Linked DNA regions of Sus scrofa: all the other regions are linked to region 1. The links are chromatin contacts, called in public HiChIP or PLAC-seq and promoter capture Hi-C maps. All regions are on one chromosome and are shown on one strand. Each heading gives the region's core, a stretch centred on a gene start, on an enhancer-like site or on the middle of the called end of the contact. The rest is flanking DNA. Distances are from core to core; before and after follow the strand shown. Region 1 holds the start of NUP214 (nuclear pore complex protein Nup214). Region 2 holds the start of UCK1 (uridine-cytidine kinase 1). Region 3 holds the start of POMT1 (protein O-mannosyl-transferase 1).

The links. Promoter capture Hi-C pulls out the DNA fragments that hold promoters and counts their contacts. HiChIP or PLAC-seq counts read pairs in DNA pulled down with a chosen protein or histone mark.
Region 2: an H3K27ac HiChIP or PLAC-seq map of skeletal muscle shows a contact between it and region 1, with 3 times the contacts expected there. The contact joins the promoter of UCK1 here to the promoter of NUP214 in region 1. A contact is called at or near these places in 2 of 2 datasets of contacts at active chromatin or transcription factors (alveolar macrophages and skeletal muscle).
Region 3: a contact with region 1 is called in a promoter capture Hi-C map of fetal liver, with 3 times the contacts expected there. The contact joins the promoter of POMT1 here to the promoter of NUP214 in region 1. A contact is called at or near these places in 1 of 5 promoter capture datasets (fetal liver) and 2 of 2 datasets of contacts at active chromatin or transcription factors (alveolar macrophages and skeletal muscle).

The regions. Positions count from the first base shown.
Region 1 is chr1:271,102,293-271,105,675 of Sscrofa11.1, reverse strand. NUP214 (nuclear pore complex protein Nup214) reads right to left here and starts at 1,838. Exons shown (of 35, transcript XR_002337892.1): 1 at 1,432-1,838.
Region 2 is chr1:271,452,322-271,455,704 of Sscrofa11.1, reverse strand. UCK1 (uridine-cytidine kinase 1) reads left to right here and starts at 1,894. Exons shown (of 7, transcript XM_003122250.4): 1 at 1,894-2,135; 2 at 2,523-2,682. The coding sequence starts at 2,028.
Region 3 is chr1:271,430,419-271,433,801 of Sscrofa11.1, reverse strand. POMT1 (protein O-mannosyl-transferase 1) reads right to left here and starts at 1,606. Exons shown (of 21, transcript XM_021070519.1): 1 at 1,433-1,606; 2 at 494-582; 3 at 195-349. The coding sequence starts at 316. It overlaps PRRC2B (protein PRRC2B), which reads right to left. Exons shown (of 33, transcript XR_002337933.1): 33 at 2,866-3,383.

The DNA of each region.
Region 1 (3,383 bases), core at 589-3,088:
CGAGATCCTGAACCCACTGAGCGAGGCCAGGGGTCAAACCCACAACCTCATGGTTCCTAGTCGGGTTTCCCCTGCACCACGATGGGAACTCTTGAAGTACTCTTCTTAATTTCAACCAAGTATAGGGATCAGAAATCCACATGGCTTTCCAAGTGAGACCACAAAATTGTGAATCTTTTTGTTAATTCTCATCCTGATAATCCCAAATATCCTACCTGGGTCTTGTTTTGGCTTTTTGGTTTGTTTTTGTCTTTTATCTTTTGTCTTCTAAGGGCTGCACTCGTGGCATATGGTGGTTCCCAGGCTATGGGTCCAATCGGGGCTACAGCTGCTGGCCTACACCACAGTTACAGCAACGCCGGATCCTTAACTCACTAAGTGAGTCCAGGGATCAAACCCGAAACCTCATGGTTCCTAATCGGATTTGTTTCCACTGGGCCCCGACGGGAACTCCCCTACTTGGGTCTTGTAACCAGTAACCCAGGAAGGTGGTTGTTCTTAAACCTCTTCATCCTTCTGCCCCAGCATATCTGAGGAACATGGCACACTCACTGGGTGGCTCATCCAGGGCAGTGATTCTCAAGGAGAAAGAGAGCATCACAGCTCTAAACATGGTATGGATTACTACGCTTTAAATGCACTTCAGTGATTAGTTGTTCAGATACCTAAAGTCTTCCTACAACACAGTCCTGTTTTCTTGTGAATTCCCTCTCATCATTTGGCTCAGCTGGCCCGCTCAAGTGTTCTGACTTCAGGTTGATTTCCAGGACCAAAAGAGTCCTCCAGTTCCAGTTAACTAAAGCTCTTACAAGGTTCAGTGATGAACGGGCAAGCCTGGACCACCTTACAGAAGTACTGGCACCTGAGAGAGGGTCTTGAAAACACTAACGACAAACACCTAAATTTCTGCACGCTTGTCAAATGAGGCTTTGGGCAAGTTACTTTCTGAGCCTCAACTTGCTACTCTATATTAACAAGCACTTCGTAAGTTGCTGTGATAATTATCAGTGCCTGGCATAAAGCAAACGCTCGATACACAGTGGTTATGACCACTACTCCGACCACCACATTAGAGTAGGTAGGAGAAGAGTTCCCTTGTGGTCTAGCGGTTAAAGGATCCAGAGTTGTCACTGCAGCAGCTCGGGTTCGATCCCTGGACCAAAAACTTCCGCAAGCCGCGAGCGCGGCCAAAAAAAAAAGCGTAGTTAGGATAACTCAAGAAGCTCAGACAAGACCAACTAGGGCGGCAAAACTGCATTCAGTGGGGCTTTTACGCCGGCGGCACGGCAGAGCTCTCCAGGACGCGTTGGTGAGAACCGTGAGCCCGGCAAACAGTTCGAGCTGCAGGCGGGGGGCGGGGCAGCCGACACTCGCGTCTCGCAGGCAACACCTGAACTAAGAAAGGGGGGGAGGCCCCGGCCAGTGTCTGACCTTCATCTCCCGCTCGGGGATCACGGCGTCCATCTCGTCTCCCATCTCGCCGCTCTCAACTGGTCAAAGCAGCCACCGCGGCTGCCCGGGGCCTCGCCAACACTACCCAGGCGCTTCCAGGCCAACTTCCTTTCTTCAGGTTGAGCAGCGCTCCGCAGATTACGTACTTCCGGCGCGCATTGGTGACGTCAAGCTCCTCGGTCCGCGGACCTGTGAAGGGAGGCTGAGGGCCCTTCTGAAGTCTTGAGCCCTCCTGGCCGCCGCCTCCCATTGGCTGGCTTGGACCGAGTAGGGGGCGTGGCCCGGGAGCTGGGGCGCCTGCGCGCGGGAGGTCCGGTTGCAGCAGCCGCTTTAGCAGGTGGCGCGGTTTCGCTTTCGTTCTTTGAGCGGTGCACCTGCAGGGCCTCCACGCTCGTTTAATGGAAACGACACTGTAATCTGTGGATGTAGGTGGTTATTAATAGCTCCAATTGTAGAGAAGTTAGGAACTTGACAAATACTTCCAAGGGGCAGCTCCTGAGAAGGGCTTTGGAGGCCGGGAGAGTGGAGGGAAAAGTGCGGGAAGTTGGTGAGGTGGGTGTCGCCAGCGAGACTCTTCTGTGTCTAATGGCTGAAAGGGGAGATTAGAGGGCACCAGTGATTAGCTTTGTTTACGCCTTTCAAGGTAATCGTTTCCGGTGCAAGGGCCCAAAAACTGGGCAAAACACTATTTAATTTATGGTTTTTAGGCCCCGCCTGTGTGGCATATGGAAGTTCCCAGGCTAGGGGTCTAATTAGAGCTACAACGGGCAGCCTACACAGCAGGCCACAGCAACGCGAGATCCCCGACCCCACCGAGCCAGGCCAGGGATGGAACCCGCATGGTCCTGGATACTAGCCAGATTTATTTCCGCTGTGCCACAACGGGAACTCCCACAAAACACTTTAGATGTGTTGTTTACTCTTCAGTAGTCACCTAGGGGTTGTCACTGCCATTTAATTGATTGAGGTGACTGGAAGCACAGAGGAGTTAAGAAAATTCCCCAGTGCCCCTCAAGTGGTGAAGGCAGGATTAGAGTTCGGCTTGTCTGAATATACTGATTGCTGACTATGACACAGTCCTACGTAGAGATTTTTGCAGTGGAACTGTAAATGCTCTAGGACAGAGATTCTTAGCTTGGAGGCTGTGATCAGCTCCCGGGAAGATGGGGGGAGGGGTACGTATTCTGTCACTGCTTGGTTTTCAGCAGACTCCTCATCTGCTCCAAGCCTGCTTCTCATTTCTCAAACAAAAATGACATAATGGAACCTTACTCATGGGGTTGCTATGAGAAGCAAAGGAAGTTCAACGTTTAACAGCACCTGGCACACAGGACACATTCTTTTAGTCTGTCACTATATCAGCTAGTGCTTCTCAGTTTACTAAGGCCCAGAACCACCCCCAAAATACACCAATCAAGACGTTGATAAGTTTGTTTTATTTCCATTCTGTAGAGATATCTGGTACCGCACACACTCACATGCATACATACACACATACTGCATCCACCTGAATTTGCCCCATACACTCCCTCCTTTCCAATGGCAGGGGTGAAGCCATATTGGCAGCCCCCAAGTTGCTGGTTATATTAGTTAGATTTGGTCTTTCAGAGAGGAAACAGCGGAACTTCTAAGAAGCTGAGCCCATGGCCAGAAAAATAAGAGTCCTAGAGCTAATGGCCACAACCTGAAATACACACACACACACACACACACACACACACACACACACACACACACACACACACACACACACACACACACACACACACACACACACACACACACACACACACACACACACACACACACACACACACACACACACACACACACACACACACACACACACACACACACACACACACACACACACACACACACCCTTTCCAGGGACCACTCTTGAGACCCAGGAGCTGAGTTCCAAGACACGT
Region 2 (3,383 bases), core at 645-3,144, 350 kb before region 1:
CGTCACACACGCGCAGGCCCTAGAGAGCAGCCTGCGAGTCACAAGCCAACGTCCACCCTGGTGGTCAACGCTCTCCTGCCATCCGCGCCTTCCCCTCACACGTCCCTTAGATAAAGACCCTCCAAGCCGCTCCCCAAACCCTGCTCGCTCCTTTGGTTCAAACTGACCAACACAGCCTTAGGCCAAGAACCCCAAAGCACTCCACCCGTGACCCTGATAAAGGTGTGTGCCCCGGAGCCTGCCTCTGTGTCCCCACTCTGCCTCCACCTCCCTGCCACGCCCCTCCAGCCACGCCTTAGCCTTCCTTCAAGATCTGCAAGAATGACTTCTCTATTTCAATTTCTCTTTTGGCCTGGTTTTTTTGTTTGTTTGTTTGTTTTTAGGGCCACACTTGCGGCATATGGAGGGTCCCAGGCTAGGGTTCCAATCAGAGATACAGCTGCCGGCCTACACCACAGCCACAGCATCACCAGATCCAAGCTGTGTCTGCAACATACACCACAGCTCATGGCCACGCTGGATCCTTAACCCGCTGAGCGAGGCCAGGGATGGAACCCGCAATCTCATGGTTCCTAGTCAGATTCATTTCCACTGCACCACGACGGGAACTCCTCTTGGGGTCTGTTGTTGAACCTCTGCCACCATGGGGTGCCCCGGGTTCCATTTGTATGTGTTTATTTCACAGTCATTACATTCACCCCTAACATCTGAGATGTAAGGGACACCATGGCCACATCACTGCCAAGGTCACTCAGCAGAGGCAAGGTTGGAACCCAGCTCTCCCCAGAGCCTGGTGTCCAACCTCACCGTGCTGCCCGGAAGCGTGGGAATGGACCTCCCTGTTTTGAGCTAGAGTTCCTCTCAGTTAGGGGGTGGTTTTCCCACACTGGTCAGCTGCCCTTTCATCAGCTTCCCTCTGCCCAGGTCCCAGGGCTCAGGAGGCCCGCGTCTCCTTGTACCCTCTCTGATCAGCAGAACTGTCCTGTAACCCTTCCCGAGATGGGTTAATGCCTCTGCAGTCACATGGGCAGTGACTTCACCTGATGCCCCCATGTTGAAATAGTCTCTCCTGAATCAAATTGCAACATCATCAAATATTCATGGAGAGCTCACAAGACATTAGGAGCTAGACCTGCAAAGAGAGTCTTGATACCATTGGGGGGAATACACAATTTGAGTCAATGTGTATTTGCCTTCTCTGTGCCAGGCACTGAGAGTGCAGGTGGAACCCAGCTGTTTCTTGGCTCACGGCCTGCCTCCTGCCTGAATCTAAAAAGACGACTTCTGCCCACAAGGTTGAGGAAGCCAGGAACTTGCTGCCAGAGGCAGCAGGGAGCCACGGAAGGCTCTAGCGGGGGAGCGGGTAGGTGACAGCGTTAGAAAACACTACAAAGTGCTAGGTGGCCAGTGTGTAGGCTGGGCTGAAGTGAGGGCGAGCCAAGGCAGGGCTAAGGCTGTGCTCAGCCAGGAGAGGTCGGGCCCTGATGATGCAGGCAGGAGCTGAGCGGGAAGGGGAGGTGCAGAGGTGAAGCCGCGCTCAAGGTGACCGCACACGAAGCAGCAAAACCAGTTCTAGTTTCCGACCAGCTCAGGGGGCTCAGCGCTGGCGCTGGCCCAAGTCCCCACTCTAGCCTTTCAGTCCGGAGGGGATCATTTCCAACGGGTGGAGGGAACCTTCCCGGAGGCTGCCCCGCATCTAGAGATGCCTGCAGCTAGTTACGGTACTGAGTGACTTTTGTCCTTTGCAGCAAAAACACAAACCAAAAACACAAAGCAAAAAACCTGCCACGGAGCGGCCGCTCAGCATCCATTGGGAGCAGCGGCCGGGCCCGGCCCGCGCATGCGCAGCGCCTTCGGCTGCCTGGGACTACAAGTCCCGCCGTGCCCCGCGCGCGCCCGCGGCCGCTTGCCTCCCGGAAGTGGAGCTGGGGGGCAGCGTCTCAGATCTCTGCGCTGGGGCTGGCTGGCCGGCTGGTTCGGGGTGGCGGCGGGAGCGAGGAACCCGATGCGGGCGAGCGGCACCGGGGATGGCTGCGGCTGGAGGCGGGGACTGCGAGGGCGCGGCGCCCGAGGCGGACCGTCCTCACCAGCGGCCCTTCCTGATCGGGGTGAGCGGCGGCACCGCGAGCGGCAAGGTAAGGGGCTGGGCGGCGCGGCGGGGCCTGCGCGTCACCCCGACCCCCGGTCCCTAGGGATTCCGGGGCCCGATGCGGCCTTTGTCCAAAGAGAGACCCCAGCCCCAAGCTGCTGAGGCTGGGGGCGGAGGGTCCCCCGAGGACTAGGCTTGGACCCGGCGCAGGCAAGAGGAGGGGGGAGCCGAGCCCTGGACCCTGGGGGCCACCCCAGACTCCCCGCTGGCCTGGCCTCTCGTGGCTTCTAGGCCTGCGCGGCTCCAGCCAGTGCCCCGAGGCCCTCCCGCCAAGTGCAGCCCCGCCTGCCACTGGCCGGTCTGGCAGCCCCTCAGGGAGTTGCTGGGTCAGGGTGGGCGTTTCCAGGCGGGGATCCTGTTTCTCTGTTCCCAGTCAACTGTCTGTGAGAAGATCATGGAGCTGCTGGGACAGAATGAAGTAGACCACAGGCAGCGGAAGCTGGTCATCCTGAGCCAAGACAGGTTCTATAAGGTCCTGACCCCGGAGCAGAAGGCCAAGGCCTTGAAGGGACAGTACAATTTTGACCATCCAGGTAGAGAGAGACTCCAGGGGTGAGGAGGGAGTGGGGGAGGAGGCAGACCGCAGAGACTGGGTCCGGGTTGGACAGGGATAAGAAGAGACCTGAGTGGTTCCGTGAAATCACCGCGGTGGCGGGCTGCGTGCCTGAGCCAGGAGGTCACTCCCAAGCTCTCTGGGCCCTGGGTGGCTCCCTGGGTTGGACTCGCAGGAAGTCCACACCCCAGGAGGTCTTCAGGACCACTGCTCTGCCCCTAACTTCTGTGGTCATGGAGCTGTCCCCCTGCTTCCTGTGCTAAGGGCCCTCTGCACAGGCCACATCCACTGTGGCCTTTCGTTTCCCCACCCTCCCTGGGGGGCAGAGTCCTCCAGAGGCCAGCAGTGGGGGGCAGCGTGTAAACGCGGACCAGAGGCCTTTGAGGCTCCGTTTCCTGGTCTGGTCAGGGGCCAGCGGAACAGGTCAAGATGGGATGGATAAGGGGAAGAGCCGGGCTGCTCCTGCCTGCTGCTACTAGAAGATTCCGCCCTGTGGCTGGCTCCCATCTTTACTTCATTCCACGGGAAGGAGGCCTGAGAAGCGTCAGTTTAGTTATTTTCCAGAAGGGGAGAGAAAAGCCGCCCAGCACCCCGACCTCCCCGGCTGGGTGATCAGAGACCTGTGTCTGCCCTTTAGGGTCTTTGGAATCACCAGCACCCAGCTGTGCTGACCCCGGGGCA
Region 3 (3,383 bases), core at 357-2,856, 330 kb before region 1:
CCCAACAGGAGGACTCTGCAGGGGCTGTCTTGGGGACACGCGGGCCTCTCCCCTCACTGCCCAAGACCCTCACCACCAGGCACCTCAGGCTTACTCTCCCACTGATGCTGTTTAAAAAGGGCATTTCTGTCACCAAGGCGCTGAACAAATTACAATTCCTTCTAATTCACCCGGAATGGAGTTGTTTGGCTTACACCACAGCCCTTGGGTAGGCAAGTCTCCACAGTCGGCTCAGTAACCCCACCACGGTCAGAGCCACGACATTCAAGTTGATGTCAGCCGTCACCACGACAGGGCGCTGCAAAAATCCCAACATCTTGTAGAAAAGCAGGGGGCCTGGGAGGATGGCCTGGAAAAGCAGGGAATAGCGAACATCAGAATGCGGGTGGCCTCCTGAAGGCGCCAGGAGGCTGTGACAGGACCCAGCATGCACCAGCAGTTAACAGCGGTGGGAACGCGAATCTCAGGACTGGACTTCCGAGGTGGCAGCAACCTGGTTTGAGGAGGTGACTGCAGCCGATCAGGTCGCTGCAGAGCCACGGATCCCGGACCAAGCTCCGTGGCTTCAAGGATCCTGAGTTGCTGCAGGTGTGACATATGTTGCAGTGGAGGCTTGGATTCAATCCCTGGCCCACAGAACTTCCATATGCCATGGGCGGCCATAAAAAAAAGGAATGAAGGAGGGAAAGAAGGGAGGGAAAAGAAAAATCTCAGGACGGAATATTCCCATCAACCAATGCGATGGCCTCCCAGCCCCTCCCTGCCTGGGCAGTGTGGCCAGCTTACAGCCTGGTGACGTCCACCCCCTGAGCCTTGGAGTCTCCTCACCTGCCCCAAGAGCCTCCCTCCCTTCCCGCCTTGTGACAGCAGCAACCCCTGGGCGCCCCTTTTCTTCCTCACTGAGGGTGCATCTGCATAGGGCACCCTGCTTCCTCCCCAAATTTCCATCTTCCCTTGGGCTCCACTTCTCTTAAGGCTGCATCTGTCCTGGGCACCCCCTTTCTAGCATCTGGCCCCTGGCGGTCTCCTTCTATCGGATAGGCTATACCTACCCTGGATGCCCGCTTCTCTCCCTGCAGCTATGTCTGCCCCGAGGACCCCTCTTCTCTCCAGAGACCCTGTAGGCCCTGGGAGGCCCCCACGCCTCTACCGGGCACTCCCTCGCCCTTCTGAGGGCGCTACTTTCCCCAAAGGTTTCTCCTGCCCCGGGGCGCCGCCCTCCCTGCCCCGGGCACACCTGCCCGGGGACGGGGGCCCACAGGCTGCATCTAACTGCAGGCCCCCTTCCCGGTGCGCCCCTGCCCTCGGCCGGGCCGCCTGGTCGGGCAGGACCCCGCCGCCAGGGCCTCGGCTCCCCGCAGGTCGCGCCCGCTTGTCCCCTACGGGCTCTCTGGTCCCGACTGAGCTCTGGTTCCCGACGCCCCAAACGTACCCGCGTTTCAAGTCCCAGCAGAGCCGCTCCCCGCCACGCCTCGGATCCGCCTGCGGGTGGGGCCGGGGGCCGGGGGCCGAGGGCCGGGGGGAAAGGGGCCTGACCGTTGGGGGCGAGGCCGCTCGGCACTCTTCGCGGCCCACTGGCCCGCTCGGCACTCGATTCACCGCGCCTGCGGGGCCCGTCGCGGGTGCAGCGCGCGTGCGCACTGGGCGAGCGCAGCGGGGGGCTCAAGGCGCTCCGGGATCGCAGTGCACGCTGAGCTTGCGGCTGTCCTTTTACAACGACGCAGTGGGAGCCTGTCCGCCTCCCGCTGTGTGGCGCGGAAGCGTGCGCAGGCGAAGGCGGGCAGGGTCTGCTCCGCGGGCTTCTTCTCCCACCCCCCCCGCCCCCTGCTGCGCGGCCTTAGCAGTCCCGGCCAAGCCAGTTCTGCAGCGCGACTAGTACCTTTGGTTAATGACCTGGCCGGTTAAGGGGCAAGCAGGCAACCCTGCTGCCCAGTGCCATCCCCTCGACTATGGGAGCTAATACCCACGGACAGAAGTGTGCAAATTAATGACTGGAATTCCGGCTCTTTAGTGTTTTCCCGTGTTGGTGACTCAACATCCAGCGTAGCGCCGGTTACTCTGGACTTAGCCAGGCAGTGGAGAGGCTCTCACGCAGAGGGCTTCCTGGGATCCGAGGGAGTGGGGTCAGTGGGGCCCTAGGGCTCCTTCGTGGCCAGGCTCCAGAACGTTCCCCAGGAGCAAAGAATGGGGGTGGGTGTGGTCCTGAGAGTTGAGGGCCGCCCCTGCCTGGGTACCTTGCTTCGATAGAAAGGAGGCTCAGTGGGAATCTGCCGGCGGGGTTTCCCCTTGAAATTAATTGGGGATGATTTTATAAGTTTCTTGCATTCTTATCTGGTGCCAGGCACTGTCCTAAGGGCTGCTGCCCGTGACCTCTTTGCATCCCCGATGCCCAAGAGGTAGGTACTGTTCACAACCCACGTTTTACAGTTGTGGAAGTTGTGATTTTGAGTGATGAAGCGTATTTCCGGAGACCACACAGCTAGTGATGGCAGGGCGGAGCGCTACTCCTTGATCCTAAATCCAAGATCTTGACCCTTTCCCCTGCCTGGCCTGTTCTTTCCTGTCCCAAAGTGTAGCAAGATCCTCTCCTACTTACAGCAAAAGAAAAGGGACAACAAAACAGGACAAATCAAATGCCAATCTCCTCTGACCCACCCACTTCTCATAGAAAGTGGGGTGAGGGCAGGCAGGGCCAAGGCCCACTGAAGCCAGGTTTCAGCCCTCCCCCCATACATCCTAAGGCATTTCAGCCTGGTCACTCCTCATTTCCAAGTAAATTAAGGAAAACTCTTCCAGCTGTAAGTCTCTAGTCAAAGGACAAGAGCCAAGGGGCATATAACCTAAAAAGCATGCTCATCTTCAGTATTTTTTTTTTACTTTTTTTTATTTAAATAAGGAGAATTCTTTCATATGGAAAGAGCTAGTACAATCACATATTTGAAAGGAGAAACAACAGGTACTGAACTGGAGGGAGGGTGAAGGGTAAGTGTGCCATCACGGCCTGGTGAACCCACGGTTCCATTTCCCATCCAAGGTAAAAAGCTCCCCCAAACAATGTCCAAACAAGCTGCACGTTACACCTTTAGCCATCGTCTGCCCTTTCAAATATCTGGTCTACATGAAAAGACAAAGAGAGGAAAGGCCAAAATAAGAAAGGAAACAAAAACAAAAACCCTCTCAAGAACAACAAAAAAAAACCCCAAACCGTTTTTACTACGCAAGGCCTGAGGTCAAAAGCTTGGAGTACAGTTTCGCCTCTAAACAATGGAAGAAAGTCATCCAGAGAGCCTTGACAGACAGTTCCGCTCCGAGGCTTCGCAACAGGCTGAAGACAGGGCCCTGGGGACACTGCTCCCATCTTGGAGGCCACCTAACTGGGGTGG